Linked DNA regions of Zea mays: region 1 is linked to region 2. The links are chromatin contacts, called in public Hi-C maps. All regions are on one chromosome and are shown on one strand. Each heading gives the region's core, a stretch centred on a gene start, on an enhancer-like site or on the middle of the called end of the contact. The rest is flanking DNA. Distances are from core to core; before and after follow the strand shown. Region 1 overlaps LOC100284741 (O-fucosyltransferase -like). Region 2 holds the start of LOC100272643.

Region 1 (3,603 bases), core at 321-2,820, 900 kb after region 2:
ACCCATTGTCATTAAGCATTCTTGCCATTTTCAGTCTTTATACTACATTGTTAGAAAACTACTCTTTTTTCATTAATTCCAGCTACTTTTGTCATATGCACAATGGATATTACTTGCTGTGTAATTTTTACTAATCTTCCAAAATGAAAATTGCAGGTGCTTTGACATATTCAAACCTCAAGAGCAAAAAATTCTGTGGAAGTACAGGGAAGAACATTTTGCAGAAAAGGAACTTATCCCCATGAAAATCAGGCTCAAAGGAAAGTGCCCTTTAACTCCAGAAGAGGTACTGAATCTCCTTACAAGCATAGATCTAGATATTCCTTGAGCATGATTGGAACTGTGTGTAATCAGAAGTTAATGCTGTATTAATTTCCATGGTTACCTGAACATCATATACCATTCTGTACTCGTAGCACTACATGAATCCTTTTGATTGATATAAAAATAATAGGAGAAAACTTGAAACATATATATGTAGTAGGAAAATCTAGAAAGAATTTTGGAAAGACTTCTCATTAGCTGAACTACTGAAGTAATCTAATATTCTATTTGTTCCGTTGTGGCAGGTAGGTTTTATTCTACGTGCCATGGGATTTGACAATAGAACACGCATTTACCTTGCCTCTGGCGAGCTCTTTGGAGGGAAACGTTTCATGAAGCCATTCAAGACCATGTTTCCACGCTTAGAGAACCACAGCACAGTTGGACCTGGAAAGCTGGAAGAGAATACCCAAGGGCTAGCAGGATCAGCAGTTGACTACATGGTTTGCCTCCTGTCTGACATTTTCATGCCCACATATGATGGCCCAAGCAACTTTGCAAACAACCTCATGGGCCACCGTATGTACTACGGTTTCCGGACCACAATCACGCCGAACAGAAAGGCTCTTGCCCCGATACTCATCGACAGGATGGAAGGCCGCCACATTGGCTTTGAGAGAATCAGGAGGGTGATGTCCAACACCCATTTTGGTGCCCCCCACAAGCGCGTCCATCCAGAGTCTTTCTACACGAACTCATGGCCTGAGTGCTTCTGCCAGACGGATGCCAAGAACCATGCAGACCGGTGTCCCCCTGATAACATAAATGACGTTCTGGAAAGCCAGTTCCAGAGCGAAGAAGAAATGGAAGAAGCAAGAGCCTCTAATCAGACTGACCCATCCAGCCAAATAGAAGAGCTGACGATTTAACTGATCAACTAGGGATTACTGCTCGGAAGCATTTTGAACACTTGGAATGGTCATCAGAGAAATCCAGATACAACTATATTCAAGGAATGTATTAATTGATGGCTCAAACTGGAGCGGTTGACATGCTGAGGTGTGGTATCTGGTGGTATTCAGGGAGAGCATTGAACCAGATTTTGAATAGGTCTGGTCATATATGGTTTTGAGGAGAAAACAATATGTATGTCAATAGTTTTCCTCATTGAAGAGTGAAGTTGTGCGGGTTGTGTAGGTGGCAGTGACAAAAGTGAGAAACCTTTGCGCAATATGGTACCATCCGGTGTATAAAGGCCCCGGTTAGGCTGGTGCCAGTGCACCCTTTGTCTTTCGTCCCTGGCATGTCAGCTATTGACTCCACTCTTGTCCTTACTGTTTTAGTGCACAACTGCACAACTCGCAGCGGGATATAGCTTCGGCATATAGTCACATTAACTTTTCTATTTCAGAATTAAGTAATTTACGTGAATTTATTTTAATGCTCAGAAACCACATAACATGATATTTTTATTAAAGTAAAAATTACAAAGGGTATGATAATTAAAATAAAACTATATGCTAATTAAAAAATAACATAAATCTAATTGTAGTCCTAGATCTCATCCTCATCTTCCTCTTTTCATTATGTTTTTTGTTTCTCTTTTTCGTCGTTGACCAGACCAAGTTCATTTTTGATCATCTTTATAGCCTTGGCATGTGTATGTCTTTCAGCTAGGTTCATATCCTGGGTTGATCGACCCTTTAGAATATTCCATTGCTTCAAAAGCTTGGCCTTAACTAATCCACCCCTAAGTTCATTTTAAATGCTTCACTTGTTAACTCGCTATTCGTGGTTTCCTTCCCTTTCTCCTTTGCCTTCGTCTTTCGCGCAGTCGTCGTCTTTGCCCTATCATGTCCAACTGGTTGGGGTACTTCCTCCTCGGTGTCTTTAGAACTATATTCATTAGAGACTCCGAGTCGGGTTCTTTTATTCCCAGTCCCATGAGATCCAATACCAGGACCATGCTTTGCTGACCACTTGGACTCCTGGTGAATAACTTGCCACCAGTGATGATGCTTGAATGGATGCCCTATTTTATCCTCAAACCTCGTCGTTGCTGCCTCTATGACCATTGCATCGTTTGCTCCGTTCTGACACAACCTTTCTTCTTGGAGGTAGTACCGATTGAAATTGGTCACCTCCCAGTTGTAGGTGCCCAAATAACCTTTAAGTTGCTTGGCGGTTCGATGACAGCAAGGGTCGGAGGTGGAGATATATGTTGCTGCTATTTGGCCTTAAAAAATATCCAGTATTATTGTTGCCGGAGATGGGATCATTAGAATGTATAATCCAAGCATTAAAAACAAGAAATGATTCATTCATTAGCTTTTACTCGTTGACAGTCGTCCAATCTCGCCTTTTTGTATGAATTTCCTTCGACACATGATTTTTCTCGGCTTGGTTTTTAGATCCAACAGAGACAGGTGAAATTGGAGGAGGTGCTCCATACAGAGGTGGGGTATATAGAGGAGGGGTGTACACAAGTACCTGGAAAGAAGCTTGACTTCCATCCATAGCAGGTGGAGGGGCATACAGACGTATCGGGAAAGAAGCTTGAAATCCAGCTTAGGAAGTTGGAGGTTGGCCATATGAAGGCGGTGGATATGGATACAAATGATAGGGATAAGAGTATGGTGGTGACGCAATCGAGAATATTGCACGGGGGATTCAAGCTGAAACATCAAAGCGACGATGCAGTGGAGAAGACTCATTAAACGTAGGGGTTTGTGACCTATCAGACAACAAGAGATCCATGAAGATGTTCAAATCTAGGGACCAACCCAACATTGTGTGAAGAGAGGGGAGTTTGGAGGAGAGAAACGAGATGAAATGGTGTGTGGGGGGAATGAGCTCCACCCGAGTAGGGGTATTTATAGAGGGATTGGAGATAAAATTTATGTTTTCTTTGCGTTTTTTATTTTTGGACTCCAAATGGTCAAAATTGGAAGCTGCAAGGGCTACCACACGTGGACCAAACAGAAGTCGCCACCTAGCTCTCGCTCGTTACTCTCGCCCCTCGCTCATCCACATCAGTGTGTCGCCCGCCTCTAGCCCGGAGCACGCTCCAGCACAGGCGAGACTAGGACGATATCGCCCGCTCTCGTCGGACGATGGCAGTGTTGCCCGCCGGCTTCCTCCCACCGCACTCCCGCCTGAAACCCCCCTCTCACTCTCGCTCCCACTCCCGCCCGCACTGGCACCAACCTTATGCTTGCCTCCATTTTTTTGGCACAAACTTTATGCTCAAACTTTATGAAGCTCGTTCTTTTTTGTATAGGTGCTTTCGTGGTACAGCCATAGTTTGATTTCGCATAGGCTATTCAACAAAAGGCGATT
Region 2 (3,926 bases), core at 403-2,902:
TCGATTATTATCAGTTAATTTAGGTCAGTTATTACCAAATTTCTTTCAAATATAACAAATTGACCTTTTAGCTTCTGTCATTTAAGTCCTGGTGCAAGTTATACATAAATGTGTTAGCTTGTTACTTATGGGTTATCTGAATGTTAACAGGAGACGTAAAACTAGAACATCTGAACTACTAGTGTTTCAAATGTTTCATGATTTCTAATCATTATGGAATTCACAGGTGTACTGAGGTGCGGTCAGAGACCTTTTCCTGAGTCCTCTAAGCAGTTGTGAATGAAAAAAATGATTTTCATATAAAATTTAGATAATCAAGGAATATTCCATCTCTATGGAAGTTTGTAGCTCATCAAAGATCATACACTTACGGTTTATCTTAAAAGAGAATATTTTGTGCAATCAATCATGCAATCAAGTGATCTGGTGCATCTAATCAAAATCGAATGGTGGTTGCTATTGCTATTTTAGGTGGAATGAGTTAAATGTAAAATAGGTACTCCTTCCGTTCTTTTTTATTTGTCGCGGTTTAGTTAAAAAATGAACTAGCGGGCGACCAATATTCGAGAACGGAGGTAGTACTATGTTTCAAGTGAAGGAGTTAAGTGTCCTCCATTGTTACTAGAGGATTATCTACTTAAGTCTTCATTGCAGCCAATACTAATAGCATACATGATGTCTCATTTATCATCATTTTACAAAATGGCATATTTGCAGAGCTCATGGATAATCCAGTTACATCAGACATCTACCATCAAAAAATGAATTGAAGGATAATAGGATTACTGATATGTTGAGTGATCATACTCATTATGAAAAATGAGAAAAAGTTAAGCATCCTCAATGATAGCTTAGTTTGGCACTTCTGAGCTACGAACATATTTCAACTAAAAGGCAGAAACAGCATATGACGAACTAGCATTTCGACTGAAAAAAAAAACTCACCTCCCGACGCTCTCAGAAGGTTGGTAACTGCCACCATACGGATATGGCCCTTGAGGAACAATCGCCAACCCTTCTGCAGATGCAACCCACAACCCAGCACCAGCAGTTTCAACAAGACAACAACTCCTTCAGTTGGTGAAAAATCGGAAGGGAAAAAGGACGATTATGTGGAGGCCGGTGGGGGAGAAGCAGAGCACCGACGGCGGCAAATTACCATTTGGATGGGGAGACGGTGGGGCATGAGATGGGGACGGGGAGAGCATGGCGCTATGAATGGACGGCGGGTAAGCATAGGCGTTGTCGCCGTTGGGAGGTGGGCCCTGGAACGTGTGGAAGCCAGCGGCGGACCTGACCTCGTCGGCGCTCACCTCAGGCCCTTCCCAGCCCCCGCCACCGCCGCGCAGCACTGAAGAGGTGCTCCGGCCCAGGAACTGGTACTGTTGCTGCTGCGGGTCCGCCGCGGCTGCAGAAATGAGGTCCCACAGATGAGCTGATGACGGGATGGGATCGGGAGCAGATGATTTGAACGCCCGCGTCGGTGTTGACGACGGTGGCGGCGAATGGAGCGGAATCTACCTGGCGGGGTGGAGGAGAGGAGGGGGCGGCGTTGCTCCTCGCCGTCGCGCTCCTCCTCGACACCCATGGATCCAGGGACTGTGTTTGGTCGGGGGAGGACAGGGCCGGGATTACCGAGTCCAAAGACTCCGCTGCGCAAAAGGGCACAAGTGCACCGCGCGCCATCTGGTGAGTGGGTGTTAAATACTGAAGCAGCTTGCGATGGAGTCGTTGCGAAGGAAGCGAACTGTCAGGACCAAAACGAACGGAAAACCGACAGAAAGTACCTCTACCATTTCCTTTTTTTTTTAGGAAAATAGAAAGGAACCGGCAAGCCCGTCAGGCCGGAGCCAGAAACGGTTCGAAAATGAAAAGAGAAGGGCGTGAATAGCAAACTAGCGTGAGAATATGTTTAAATGCAAGACGACATTACACAATAAAGTTGAGCATTTGGTTTAAATAGTACTCCCGGTCCTAAGGCCATGTTTGGTTTCAATTAATCCTAGGCCTAAACTTTAGTTCCTACATGTTTGGTTCTAGGTTCTAGGCACTAAACAGATTCTAAAGTCATTAAATACAATGTCCAAAGACTTAAATGTCCTTAGAATATACTCATAATATTAGTTATCCATAAAAAAAGTAAGGGCAACATGATAATTATGAGCTTTTAGTCTCTTTTAGCACCTATGTGAAAGACTAAAAACTAAATCATTTTAGTATATATTTTAGTCCTAGTGTTTGGCAAAAAAGAGACTAAATGGGACTAAAAACTAGAGACTAATCTTTAGTCCCTCTAACCAAACACCCCCTAAAATATATTTTTCTAGACTTCATTTTCATCTTCAGGAGTAATGAAATGAACACCGTACTCCTGCTGATGCCATTCATTCAGATCAGCTGGATAGTTAGGCACTAGAGTATTGTATTAGCGAGGAGGCATGTTTAAACCCATGTGTGCTGCAAACTACCTCAAGTTGTCATTATGCTTTTGAGCCTTGCGACGCTGCTATGCAGTGTCAACGACGTGGCTGCGATAAATAGCGAACAACCCAGCAATACCTCAAGCTAGGCGCAACAAAGGACTAGGCCTCCTTCCGTGATCCCTACGTCGACCGCCGCGGTCCATCGGACCAGAAGCGATAGCAGCACAAGAGGAGGACTCATCGAGGGGAGGCTAAGGGGGTGGCTCATCGGAGGAAGCTAGATCGCTAGAGCCAGCTGGAGCCCGCTTTGACCCGCTGAAAGGAAAATGTGTCCTTATACCATTTCTATAATGTTTTGGTGATTAAGTGTTCAACACATAGTGAGTGAGTTGTTATGTGCTAAACAAATAAGAAGTGCAAATCATATAACAAGGTATGTTTCTAGACTTAGGGCCTGTTTGGCATGGCTCCAGAGCAAAACTCCAAGGAGGAGCTGACCAGAGTATGCCAAACACTCTAACTCCAGAGTTGTAAACTCTATGGAGTTTTTGGAGCTACAGTACAATTTTTTGGAGTACCTCTTTTGCTGCTCTGAAAACTCCAAAAAAGCAACCTAGTCATGGAGTTTTGAGTTATTTACCCGCCATTGCCACTGGTTATGAGAAACAATCTAAACTCTGGAGCAGAGCTGCTCCACCCAGAGTTTTAGAGTAGAGCTGCTCTGGGGTGGAGCAGAGCCATGCCAAACACACCCTTAGTAATTGGTTTTATTCAGTCAAACAACAACTCTGGTCAGGTGCACCGGACTGTCCGGTGGTGCACCAGACAGTGTCCGATGCGCCAGGCTGGTCTCCGATGAAAAGTGCTGCTCTCGGGAATCGACTGCGGCGTACGACTAAAAATCACCGGACTGTCCGGTGAACCAACGGTCGCCAGCGCCAACGGTCGGTCGTGCAATCTTCGCGCGACACGTGGTCACGCCAACGGTCGGCAGGGGCACCGGACTGTCCGGTGTGCACCAGACTGTCCGGTGTGCACCAGACAGTGTCCGGTGCGCCAACGGGCCCGAAGCTGCAACGGTCGACTGTGCCCGATTTGGAAGGAAATCAAGCACCGGACAGGCTACAGTAGCTGTCCGGTGGCGCACCGGACCACTCGACAGAAGGCAAGGATGACCTTCCAAGTTTGCCTCCAACGGCTCCTAGCTGCCTTGGGGCTATAAAAGGGACCCCTAGGCGTATGGAGGAGCTACCCAAGCATTCTCTAAGTATTCTCAAGCATCCAGACTCCACTCTCGCGCATTCGCTTCATTGTGTTAGTGATTTGGGCTCCATTCGAGTTGTGCACTCCCTGAGTTGTTATTTGAGCTCAAGTCTTCACTTGTGTGCGTGGTTGTGCTGTGTATTTGGGTCTTGTGTGTGTTGCTATTCCCAACCTTACTCTGTGCTTTCTTTGTGATCTCAAATTGTAAGGGCGAGAGACTCCAAATTGTGGAGATTCCTC

What was found. Hi-C and Micro-C count contacts between places; a contact is called where the count stands out from the background.
Region 1: a Hi-C map of ear shows a contact between it and region 2, with 3 times the contacts expected there. The contact joins the enhancer-like site here to the promoter of LOC100272643 in region 2. A contact is called at or near these places in 3 of 25 Hi-C or Micro-C datasets (ear, endosperm and tassel).

The regions. Positions count from the first base shown.
Region 1 is chr4:21,279,066-21,282,668 of Zm-B73-REFERENCE-NAM-5.0, forward strand. LOC100284741 (O-fucosyltransferase -like) reads left to right here. Exons shown (of 9, transcript NR_182110.1): 8 at 157-286; 9 at 570-1,668. Among protein-coding and RNA genes, the nearest start is that of LOC100284741, 7.9 kb to the left of the region's middle. Within about 2 kb of position 1,571, at least 6 of the 20 cell types and tissues checked have an H3K27ac peak or open chromatin away from gene starts, as enhancers often do. A contact at or near this core is called in ear, where this site is marked.
Region 2 is chr4:20,379,397-20,383,322 of Zm-B73-REFERENCE-NAM-5.0, forward strand. LOC100272643 reads right to left here and starts at 1,653. Exons shown (of 7, transcript NM_001147102.1): 1 at 1,522-1,653; 2 at 1,160-1,408; 3 at 946-1,018. The coding sequence starts at 1,588.